Linked DNA regions of Mus musculus: region 2 is linked to region 1. Evidence: chromatin contacts called from public Hi-C data. All regions are on one chromosome and are shown on one strand. The core of a region is the stretch at or near the end of the contact, and the rest is flanking DNA. Distances in the headings are between cores, read along the strand shown.

Region 1 (6,098 bases), core at 2,637-5,136:
TTGTGACAAGATAAAGCAACTTAAGACAGGATGGGTTTACTTGGACATAGTTTGAGGGCACAAGCCACCTGCTGTGGGTAGTGTAATGGCGTGAATGGCTGTTGATACGCTGGGAGAACCAAGTAGCAGGTTGTTACATTGTGTTCATCTGCAGTGCGGTAGCAGAGAGATGAACACAGGTGTTTAGCTCACGTCCTCCTTTTCATTCAATCTGGGATCACTGTGTCTGGAAACCCCCTCAGAGTCAAGCCCAGAGCTGCGTTTCCAAAGTGATACTAAATCCAATCAAGTTGATAATGCAGATTAACTCTAGGGGGTGGGGGGGGGGGAGACTCAGAAAGGAGGAGCAATGGCTTTTCTCAAATAGCCTTTCCTCTCCGCTACCTCTCGTGTTCCTGACAGTCCCACACCAAATAACTGGTCGATGGAGACCAGAGTGGTGTTACATGAGACAGAATATCCCTAGAACAGTGGCAAGTACATGTTTTTAATGATTTAGAGTGTCTCCTTCAATTTCTGAGTTCTAAGGGCCCTCTCTTGCCTCTTCTTGATCCCATTGTGACAAAGAACTGAAGGCTTACCAAACACTAAACCAACAGCCCAGCCTTCCATGCTTACTCTGCTGAGCCCTACTCACTCTAGTCTGATTACAAACCATATCGGGGGCCATGCCTGTCACTCTGATGGGGACTACTGAGTCACCCTTCTCCCACCTTTCTGCTGCATCCCAAGTGCCAGCTTTCTGTAGCTCTGGAGGTTAACCCATTACCAATAGCACATCCTTCTAATGGGATACACTACAAAGATGGGAGGGGCACTAAAGTCTCGGGCTCACCTCCCCCTCCTCCTCCCCTTTTTTGAGACTAGGTATCACTGTGTAGCTCTGGCTGTTCTGAACCCCCCTCTGTAGACCAGGCTGGCCTAGAACTCACAGAGATCTGCCTGTCTCTGCCTCTCAGGTTCTGGGATTAAAGGTGTGGGCCAGCAGTGCCTGGCCAGTCTCATCTCTTAGTAAAATAGCTAGGCAAACATTCCTTTGATGTCACAGTCTTTGCAGTACCTCAGAGGGCTGAGACACGCGGGTGAGGAGACTTTCTAGGAGATGTGTGATCTGTGTACCCCCTTCCCCCGCTTTAAGCAGCATGAGAGTTTGACTTTAAGATGCCTTCTGCTGCTATGTGAGCCTAACACAGATGCTTCCAGAGACACTCATGTAAAGCTAAGGTCTTAGCCCCTCCCAAACCGTACCATCTTTATTCGGAGCTGCCCCCCTTTAGTTTTCCATGGAGGCCAAGACCTCAAAGAAGTCTATGTCTGGCTTACATGCTCAGCTCCTTACAAAGACTGCTGACACCATGTCTTCTCTGGAAGACATCTTAAGAGGTCTTTAGGCCACCTGGCTCTGCTCTATGCAAGTCTGTGTCTAGTCCTGGGAATCTTCGAGGCGCACTTAATTTGTAGGTTAGGAAGAGGGGATGCAACTAACATAGGGAAAGTTGAAGTATTCTTGAGTGACCTCTTACACCTCTCCCCTCCATCTCCCCCAAAGTGGGTTTCCCTGTATAACCCTGGCTGACTAGGAACTTTTTTTTTTTTTTTTTTTTTTTTTTTGTAACCCAGGCTGGCCCGTGTTGGGGGATGGTCTTGCGCTGTGTATTCTGATGCTGATTTCCACGCCAGGACAACTGGTTGCAGTCGGGACTTGGCGTGGTCAAGCATCTCCGGTCTTGATGTTATGCAAAAATTGTTTTCCCTCAGGACTGGAACTCTGCGGTCTGCCTGCCTCTGCCTCTTGAATGCTGGGATTAAGGGTGTGAGCCAGTATGTCCGACCAGAACCCCTACTTTAGAAGTAACTGTGAATTAGGGATTGAATCCAGGGCCCTTATCTTTCCTCTTAAAAATCAAAAACTTCTCAAACGAATTTCATAACCTCAAGGCTATTGAAATGTTCCCTGCGGGTTACAGGTATCGCCCAGTCACCTGTCAAGTACAGCTCAAATCCAGCAGAAGCTCTGGTGAAAAACAATGTCTGGGGCCTTGAAGCTGTCGAAGTGCTTAAGGTTTTTTATTGTCTGGTCTTTCCCTCCCTCCCTCCCTCCCTCCCTCCCTCCCTCCCTCCCTCCATTCCAATCTCAAGAGAATATATAAAATAAAGCAAACAAAATATGTTTATATTTTATTACTACTGTGTCTACCAATTTGAATTTCTTATTATTAAGACCCAGGGTGTCTGGATGTAGAAATGTCATAGGAAATCATCCACCAGCCTCCAAGAGTGAAAAGGGTCTGGTCTTTGAAATCACCCTCAGGTGTGTCAACTGATTTCCAAGTGCTCAAGCACTCATTCTTTCAGATACCTCCCCAAGACTTTCAAAAAGTATCCACCTTCTTCATGCTTAAACAAACTTAAAAATCGCCCCCACCCCAAGACACAGTCACACACACAGTCTCTGGTTATAATTTTACTAGGAAACTTGTGTTTAAGAATAGTTCGGGAAGCACAAACTTTAGATACCAGGGCAGCCCAATTTGAGGGACCGTGCTTTCTCCGCAATTCACAACTATGGAGCCCGTTGGCTCTTTCCCTAGCCTTCAAAAATCCATGGCTGCCCTTCTTCCTTCTGGAGATTTTCCTGCAGAAGTAGGAAATGGGAAAGTGTCTAAGATCAAAGCAGGAGTGGGCATCTCACAGGTGGAAAGGCCAAAGAACCCTCTGACTGCCTAGGGAAGAGGAGACTTCATAACACCACGTCCTGCAGTTGGCTGTATCCTTCGAACCCCGGAAGAGCACATCCAGTGATTTGGGAACACGCTATCAACACATCCCAACATCACACTCAGGAACTCTCTGGGGAGCCCACGGTGATACTGGGGTATTGAGAGCGGGCAGAGGCCTGAGGGAGCTCCAAGGCTCTCCTCTCAGGCATACACTTAAACCTAACAGTCTACCACGAGCACCTCAAAACCCACAAACCGGTTGAGGAAGACACAGGCAGGAGCAACCCTAGATCATTTTTGTCCCAGTTTCTCCCACAACTTTCTGCCACTCGGGACTCAGAAGTCAAGGTCAGTTTGGCCAAAGAGAGCGCACCTCCAAGGCAGACAAGAACAAGAGCCGACAGGGTCCTGGGGATCATTACCGCCGGCCGAAGGGAGCCAAGTGGATGGTTTAGGGGACTATAGCAGCACCCGGAAGCGGGGGGGGGGGGGGTTGGCTGGGCGCTCGCTGCACGCCCTAGCTGCGCTCGCGATCTCCGACCCAGCGCTCCTGCCCTAGCCTAGCTCTTAGGGGAAAAGTGAGGCTGAAAGGACACTGGCGCAAAGGCATACTCCGAACTTGGGTAGCAGATCCCCGCCATTACTCAGTCCTGCGCTAACTGCGCTTCCATTTGGAGTCCCATATAGTTACTCGCCACCAGCGACCTCAAAAACAAGTCGCAGTTCTGCGGAAGGAGGAGGAAGGGCAGGCGGGCGCCCGAGGAGCGCAGCTCCAGAGAAAGGGGAGGGACGGGGTCAGGGCAGAGGCTGTGGCCGCGCCTCCCTATTGGCCGGGACACGGTGGGAAGTCGGGGCAGGCAGCCAGCGTGCGGGGCGGGGCTTCTCTGGAGCCCCGCCCCCGGCCCGCCCCCAGCCCGATGTCCCACTCCCGCGCCCCTCGCGCCCTCCCGCGGGCGGGCCGTCCGAGTTTTTAAAGTGGGCTGACAGCCGAGGAGGCCGGACATTCGAGAGCGGCCGGTGTACAGCTCCGGAGTCCGCAGCGCTCCGCTCCAGCTCTCCTGAGGCGGCCGTACAATCCTCGGCAGTGTCCTGAGACTGTATGGTCATCTCAGCGGCCGCACTCGCTTGCCCCCGGATTTTTTTCCAACTTGCTCTCTTCGAGCCATTTTTTTTTCTTTTTTTCTTTTTCTTTTTTTCTTTTTCTTTTTTGGTTGGTTGGTTTTGATTTGTCAGATCCCAGAAAAGTGACTCCTGTTCGGGGCTAAACGGAACTCCAGGTCCCTTGTCGCTGCTCTCTCTCTCTTTTGGCGTCTTACAACCTCCTCCCACTCCTTTCCCCGGCCCCGCCTCCTCCTGCAGGTTCCTCCCCGTCACCCCCCTCCTCCCTCCTCCTCCTCCGCACCTAGCCAGCCCTCTGCAAACTTCCACCTGATTGAGCGGGACTCTCGGACCTGCGAGCACTAAAGACCTTTCACACCTGCCCGGGCGACAGAGAGCTGCGGAGGGCCACAGCAAAGAGAGCGGCTGCAGCCCCTACGGGGTTAAGGAACCCAGGTGCTCCGGGTCTCGGAGGGCCACGGCGACAATGACAGCTGACAAGGAGAAAAAAAGGTAAGCGGGAGTCAAAGCTGGCGACCGACTTGGTCCCAGGCATTGGCGGAACTGCGCGTGGCGGGCGCGACCCGGGGCAGTCGGGAGAGGGGTGCGAGAGTTCTCGGAGGCTGGAGGACCGCTGTTGAGGGGCTTTGAGTAAGCGAGTCGGTGATGCCTTTAGGGACAAGGAGCTGCGGTGTCGCAGTAGAGTTGCAAAGCGGATAGTTCCGAGACCTTGAGACACGGAGAGATGGCCCTGGAGGTCAGGGGTGCTTCCGCGGCGCCTTCCAAAGTCTGTCGTCCCTGGAGCACCAAGCTTCCCTAGCGAGTGTTTTGAAATGTTTCTGGGCTGATGCCCTCGACTCTTAGGGTTTCCATGCTGGAGCAGTAGACACGCCTTTCTTTTCCTAAGACCCTCTAGGTCTTTCCGAGAGCGTTCCTATGCGGGCTTTGCGCCCCAAACTAGCATGGAACAGAGGGCAAAGCGCAACTCTGGGGTGCGCCCTGACCGAGAAGCCGGAACACTGTCAAGGGTCCTGCTCCAGACGGCACCCAAGTTTGTTCAACCCCCTTAACCTTACCCTACACCTAGACTCCGGCAGAGAGTGGGGAGTGAGTGACCTGGATTGCCCTGCGGGGGCAGGTGCTCTAGTGTGCAGAGAGAAGACCGTGACACCCGGCGGCTCCGAGTGTCTGATTCTTAAGACGAAGGGCAGCCACGAAGGTTTGTCCTCGCGAACCTTTCGGCACTGGGTGAGAGGCAACTCGGGGCAACTCGCGCTGCCCTCGAGCCTCCTTCAATCCGCCCCGCATCTGGTGACTTGACACCCAGCTCTAGGAGCTGAGGTGGGAACACACTGTGACCCCGCCGCAGACCTGGGTACATTCTCGTCGCCTGCAAAAGTTTATAGCTGGCCGCCTGGCACTTTGCTCCTGTTTCGATCGGTGCGTGCCGTGGGTTAGAGCTTCCAGCACTGCGCTCCGTGGCGACTTAGCTGGGGTGTCCGGAATGGTACGCGTGACCGCAGAATGGCGCGAGCTGCCAGAGATCCGTGGCCAGACTGGAAAAGACTGGCGGTGAGGACCCAGCCCCGAGCAAACGGGCTTTTTGTTTGGGCTTCCACTTAGGGACATGAGCCAGGAACTGTGTATCCTCTGGTCGAAAGCTGCAGCTCCCACCTCAGGGCACCGATAAGGAGTTGATAAACTCCAGCGAATCGCACCCGTCCTGGCCCGGCGCCCGCGCCCTGCGCTGGCGGATCTCTAGAGGGGGAAGGTATTGAGTCCGGTTCTAGATTCCCCATTATCGCCCACCAAACAACTCTGAGGTTCTGTGTACTTTGAGGGTAGAGAAGGAGAAGCAAGAGAGAGAGAGAGAAAAAAAAAGACTAAGATTCTAGCTCAAACTGTAAAACCAGCCAGAGGGTAATCACAAACCATCAAAACCGCGAAGTTGGACAGCAGAGTAGCCAGGAGCACTTATTGAACACTTTATTACTGCCTTGTCTATGGGTGACTGTCGCGTTTGTCCGAGATGAGACCTGACAGTAATCAGTGTCAAGTGTCATCTTGCTCTTAGGTCTATCAATCCTTGGGAGAGTCAGGGATCAGTGGGGAAAGCTATTTCCATACCCAGCTTGCAGAGACTCTTTGCCGAGGGCTGGCAGGGAGTATAGTCAGAGCCTAGAAGAACGTTGCATAATGACACTACAAATTATCCACAACAGCGGCCACTTTAAGAACCAGTGTGACACAGACTGTGAACCTCCTAGGAATCTTCGGCCT
Region 2 (6,098 bases), core at 902-3,401, 180 kb before region 1:
GGTCAATGGATGATAGATGTGTGGATTCTGTTGTGCAAGTTAAGGGTCCAACCAAGCAGAGCCTCTAACTCAGCACCAGACAGTATTCCAGAGAAAGGAGCTTTATTAAATTATAATTTTATAATACATTCCTGTTAGCCCAGTGGTTCTCAACCTTCCTAATGCTGTGACCCTTTAATACAGTTCCTCACCTTGTAGTGACTCACAACCATAAACTTATTTTTTTTGCTACTTCATAACTGTAATTTTGCTACTGTTAATTTACTATAATGTAAATATCGGATATGCAGGATGTCTTATATGTGACCCCTGTGAAAGGGTCACTCGACTCCCAAAGGCATTAGGACCCACAAATTGAGAACTACTTCGTTAGAAGCACAAGGCAGGAAAAATAGTTATTACTTAGTATCTATAGTGACAGACCTCCAGGATCACTGCAGATACTAAAATCCAGAGATATCCAAGCATCTTATGCAAAATAAATAACTTACCTATCTACTCTGTAAACTGTCATCTCTCGATTCCTTACACTACCCAAAACAGTGCCAGGATTTGTAAACAGTTGTCCTGTTGTACCGCTTAGGGAATGGCAAGAATAAAAGTATATGTCTGGAACAGATGCAATTTTTAAAACATATTTTGCCTTTGAGGTTGAGTAATTCCACAGATGCAGGACTCGTGGATATGTATGGAAGCTGGCTATGCTGATCCCTGGTCAGTGAGTTGCAACAGCCCGAAACATCTGCTAACCAGGAAAGCTTCAGAGGCCGCATTGGCAGCTCGGTTTTCCTGTTGGGTGATCTTTGCCACAACTACACATCATGCCTGAGCCCCTCAGTCAAGACACTCATCTGTCCCCCTACCGTGCTGACAACTGAATAATGTGTCCCATGCTAAATATTATCCCATAATCTTGAGGTGTAGCTGTTTTTAGGGGTCCAGACTTATTTTAGGATGAGGCTTTTCTTTTTTTTTCTTTTTTCTTCCTTCCTTCCTTTCTTTCTTTCTTTCTTTCTTTCTTTCTTTCTTTCTTTCTTTCTTTTCTTTTTCTTTTTTTTTTTTGCCCCGAACTGATTTCCATCCGTGTTTTCTGCTGGTTGTAGCATGGGACAGAGTCACTGTGACATGAGGAGGAGGAGCGGGTCAGGGGGTGGGGAGTACAGACCAGTGGCTGGGACCAACGCTGTGTTTACATTCCTCTGAGAAAGCCCCGATACTGCTGGCCAGATCAAAAGTAGGATCATGAATTTTGTTGACATCGGAGATTCAGAACAAACAGGAAGTTTAGAGCCAGAGAGAAATTCCTGATGAAGTTTGAGCTAGGAATATGCGTTCAGAGACAAAATAGTCAGAGACTCTGTGATCACCTACATTTATTCGAGATCTGGTACATAACACAGAACAGAGAGGGCCCTGTGTCAGAGTTCAAAACAAAACAAATAAACAAACAGCTCACACTGCACACGCGAAATCTTTAACCATGGGTTCTCGGTCTGTGGAATCAGGGTGATAACTCCCCCACAGAGATACTGTGAGGATCACGTGAGTTCATACATGGGAAATGTTATGGTCCTGCCGGGTACAGAGCACACACTCACATGAGTGGCTAAGTGTCCAGTTAGTAGAATTCTCTGTAGAAGTGGAGAAGTGGACTGCCAGTTGGCAGACTGATTAAAAAAAAAAAAAGGCATCTCATCCGGTTAAGAACCTTCCAAACAAAGGCATCATCTGTGAGATGCTGAGGTGTCAGGCCTTTTCTGTGAAGAGGAATTGAATATCTGGATATTTCTTTATGAGGACGCAGTGCTCTACAGAAGCAGGTATCTTGGAAGGAGTATCACGGCAGTGGATTCAAGCAGAGACTGGATTCTCCAAGCCTGAGTCATAGGACTTTGTTTCTTTAACGCCCTGGGCTAATGGCTGAGCTCCTAAAAATGGGAATTGTTTCATCAAACAATCGGCAGCTTTGCCATGATAGGTAAGTTTTTGTGTGAAAGTCTGAGGCTGGCTCAGTGGCCCTCCCCATTGGCTGTGTTTGTTTTGAGGTGACTTGGGTCACAGGAGGGGTGGAGAAGGGAAGAGTATAGCCATCAAGCAGAGACCTTAGGGGCCACACTTAGTTGGCTCTGCTTCTTTTTATGATTGTGTGCTAACAGGCTAATCGACTAAGGCTGTGCCCTCTGTTCACCCGTTGGCTCCGAGTCTCTTATACTGTCTCCGCCCATGTTCTTTATAAAGCAAGAAACTGGAACATTTGGTTGCCGAGACGCACAGAAGGACTGTGCTGTCTCAAGATAACATCTGGAGGTTCTCGGGCCTCTTACACAGTAACACCCACAACCTTGGGCGCTTGTTGGCTTCGTCTCCGGCAAGTTTTGTCACTGGCACTTGCACACAGACCTTGCCGTCTCACAAGATGGTCCCCATATATCTTCCTAGCTGCTTCCTCTAGTGACCTTCTCTCTGAGTCATCTCTTGAGCTTAACGAGTGTGGTCTTTGGACTGACCTCTGACACGTCCAGGTGTGACGTACGCTTACTCCATCCTGAACAGTAATAGTCCCCACACAGCCTGTTTCCTCAGAGCTTCTGTTTAAGAACATCAGAACTTTTCCTAGACTGTGGTGGCTTTTGTTTGTCTAGCTCGCTCCTTCTCATCCTCTAATGTTAACTCATTTGCCCCGACCTTCTCTAGAAAATGCGGCCACTCCTTCCTCCTTTCACATTGCATCTGCCGCTAGAGCAGTACTCCCTACGAACGGTGTCTATTTCTTGGTTGAACGATCCCGTAGGTATTCTCTGAATTGTCATAAATTGATGGCTTCCCCTAGTGGACCACAGTCTCTTAATGCATATATTTAGTTTACAAAAACAAAACAAAGCAAAAAGGCCTACCCCGAGAAGATGTGAGGTTGGCGGGAGGAGTTCCCTGGACACAGGTGGCCGGGAGGAGTTCCCTGGACACAGGTGGCCACGAGGATAGAATGTTTGTGGCTTCCTCATGGACCAGCCTGGGCTTTGCTTGCAGTGCACTGCCCCGACTTGGATCTCCTTCTGTCCCTTACTGTGTGTACTTGATGAATTGCTGCTGGGCAGAGAGCACCAGGGCAGATTCCAGACCAGAGCTCTACTAAAGCTCAACCTCAGCTAGGCGACCTTGGGGAAATTATTAATACTATAGAAGTAATAAAATTATCCTTTGCACGGCCTCAGTTTCCCGAACCCATACATACGGTGACCACACAGGATGAACTAGCCTTGCAATTCTCAGACTGTCTGGTCTGAGACTGTCTTGAACATAACCCAAACTTGCAAGGTTGATGGCAAACTTCACTTCATTATCCTTGTGAAGTCCTGGCAAGTAGTGGTTCCTCTTGGGAGGGTTTAGAGCCAATGCCCATGATTCCTATGGCTCCTTAGAATAGGAAACTTCGTTGGCAGGTGACACTAGTGTTGGGTCCCCTCCTGCCCACACACACCCTCCAATTTGTTCACCATGCTCCCTTATTAACACAATGAATAGTTTGCCCAGGCTCTGTTGTAGCCAACTTAAGTATTTACTCCTATGGTAAGTGAGCACACTACCTTGAGGGGAATACAGCTGGCTTGTGTGTAGGGACATCTAGCCAAGGACAGAGATGCATTCTGGGAAAAGGACTGAGATCTTCACAGACACCTCCCTCCCTCTTGGAAACAGGGCTGGCAGTTGCCCCTTTACCGGGAATATGCTCATCTGCCATCTCTTGAAGGAGAAGGCTGTGGAGAAGCCACCAAGAAAATGCCTGTGTTGTCCGGACAGCAGGTTAACAATGTTTGTCAAGACACGTTGATGTGCCAGGTGTGCTTCAGGATGCTCTCATAGGACAGGAGGCATCCAGTCTCTGCCCTCTTTGACACTTGGGTAGGAACAGCAGACAATGAAGCAAGCCATAACAATAAAAGCTGATAAGAGTTATGATAGGGGAAATACATGGCACGACCAGAGAAACCCAGGGAGGGCCCTGGGCTGGCCTAGAGCAGGTCAGGGAAGGCTTTGAGGAAGAAGTAGCCTCTCCCAGAGAGGCCTGATAGGTAGGCAGGAGGTGGCCAGAGTAAAAGAATGGGGGAGGTAGGAGGTAGGAAGGAGGACAGGGTTGATAATGGGGAGGGGAGGGCCCCAAGCAGACCCTTGGGCCTGAAGAGCCAATATATGCTGGACCTCAAAGCACAAGGGGCAGCTTGGGGAGGCATGAGGTCAGCCCTGGGAAGCAAGGGGCTCTAAGTGGAGGGACTTTGGAATGAAGATCAGAGCATCCTCTTGGGGTAAACTGTACATAGAAATTAAATGATAGCTTGCTGTTTCCTGGAATTTGAGAGATAGAAGAACCTTTGAAAGGTAGATATCCCCTTATCATTTTTCTCGAGGAATAAATTGAAACTCAGGTTTATCCAAGGCCTCTCTGCCCCTTAGAGACAAAGGCAGAAGTGTGAGCCGGGACTCCGGGGGTTTGATCCTGTGTGCTGATAGAACTAGCTCCCAACAAAACCAACCAGATTTGCAGCATTTTCTCATTTCTGTGATGTAAATGTTCTCCCTGGGGCCAGTTTCTAACTACCAGCATTTTAACAACCAACTCACTAAATTCCTGAAAAGTTTGTGATATGCTCTGGTGAACTGTTTCATGCCAGCCACAGGACCCAATGGAGAAGCAGTCATGTGAACTCATCTCTTCTCTGCTTAGGGTCAACCACCACAGAGCAATTATATCCTAACAGCCTGCAAACGTTGCTGATGAAGTTCCCTGACGCATCCGAGGGCCATCATCCGTAATTTACTGTATGCTACTTGAGTACATTTTCTCTCTGGCCAATGGACAGAAATTTCTCCCAGAAGACAGACATCACTTTCCGATACTGTCACCTTGAAGCTCTGGACTTTATTTTCAAGGCCGTTGAATGTTCTGTACGTTTAGAACAGCTTTTATTTTAAGAGTAACTTGTGGGGTTGTCTTAGTTAGGGTTTTACTGCTATGAACAGACCATGGCCAAGGCAACGCTTATAACATTTCATTGGGGCTGGCTTACAGGTTCAGAGGTTCAGTCTATTATCATGAAGGCGGGAACATGGCAGCATTCAGGCAGGCATGGTGCAGGAGGAGGTAAGAGTTCTACATCTTCATCTGAAGGCTGCTACCAGAATACTGGCTTTTAGGCAGCTAGGATGAGGGTCTTATAACCACCCTTACCCACAGTGACACACCTACTCCAGCAGGGCCACACCTTCTAATCCTGCCACTCCACCATCACAGCAGATTTTGTTTAGTTGTTTTCTTTTGCTTTGGCTGGAGAAGTTCAGTCAGTAGAGTGCCTGGTCCCCAGAACCCAAGGAGAGAGAGAGGGAGAGAGGGAGAGAGGAAAGGGGGAAGGGGGGAGAGGAGAGAGAAGAGAGAGAGAGAGAAGAGAGGAGGAGGGGAGGGAAGGGAGAGGGGAGAGGAGGGGGAGGGAGAGAGGGAGAGGGGGAGGGGGAGAGGGAGAGAGAGAAGACAAATTGCTGGGAGCATGTACTTGTAATGCTATCGCTGAAGAGGCAGAGACAAGCAGGATCCCTAGGTCCTTAGCTGGCCAGTCCAGCCTCTTGTTTTGTGTCAGGTCAGTGAGACATCTTGTCTCATAAAAGGGCAATGAGGATGAGGAAGGCCTCCGCCTGAGGAAGAGCAACCAGGCTTGCATAGGCATAGATGTCACATGCACTGAAGTTCACAGCCTTCCACATAGCACCATGGACTGAAGGCCAAGTACTCAAAACATAAGCCTATTGGGGCCATTCCATATTTAAACCGCAACGTGAATACGAGAAACTGATAGCCCAAATGGACGTGGAAAACAACTGTACTGGCTAGTTTTGTGTCAACTTGACACAGCTGGAGTTATCACAGAGAAAGGAGCTTCAGTTGAGGAAATGCCTCCATGAGATACAACTGTAAGGCATTTTCTCAACTAGTGATCAAGGGGGAAAGGCCCCTTATGGGTGGGACCATCTCTGGGCTGGTAATCTTGGTTTATAAGAGAGCAGGCTGAGCAAGCCAGGGGAAGCAAGCCAGTAAAGAACATCCCTCCATG

What was found. Hi-C and Micro-C count contacts between places; a contact is called where the count stands out from the background.
Region 2: a Hi-C map of uterus shows a contact between it and region 1, with 2.7 times the contacts expected there. The contact joins the enhancer-like site here to the promoter of Epas1 in region 1. A contact is called at or near these places in 4 of 39 promoter capture datasets (the 3T3-L1 cell line, the C10 cell line and liver), 1 of 15 datasets of contacts at CTCF or cohesin (the NIH/3T3 cell line), 4 of 484 Hi-C or Micro-C datasets (nephron progenitors, rod photoreceptor and uterus), 11 of 115 datasets of contacts at active chromatin or transcription factors (bone marrow-derived macrophages, differentiating embryonic stem cells, embryonic limb bud and 6 more) and 2 of 9 other capture datasets (adipose tissue and pancreatic islet).

The regions. Positions count from the first base shown.
Region 1 is chr17:86,749,978-86,756,075 of GRCm38.p6, forward strand. It overlaps Epas1 (endothelial PAS domain protein 1), which reads left to right and starts at 3,887. Exons shown (of 16, transcript NM_010137.3): 1 at 3,887-4,331. The coding sequence starts at 4,306.
Region 2 is chr17:86,571,585-86,577,682 of GRCm38.p6, forward strand. All of the region lies in intron 11 of Prkce (protein kinase C, epsilon), which reads left to right. Among named protein-coding and RNA genes, the nearest start is that of Gm52297, 95 kb to the right of the region's middle. Within about 2 kb of position 2,152, at least 27 of the 459 cell types and tissues checked have an H3K27ac peak or open chromatin away from gene starts, as enhancers often do. A contact at or near this core is called in extraembryonic endoderm stem cells, liver, trophoblast stem cells and 1 more, where this site is marked.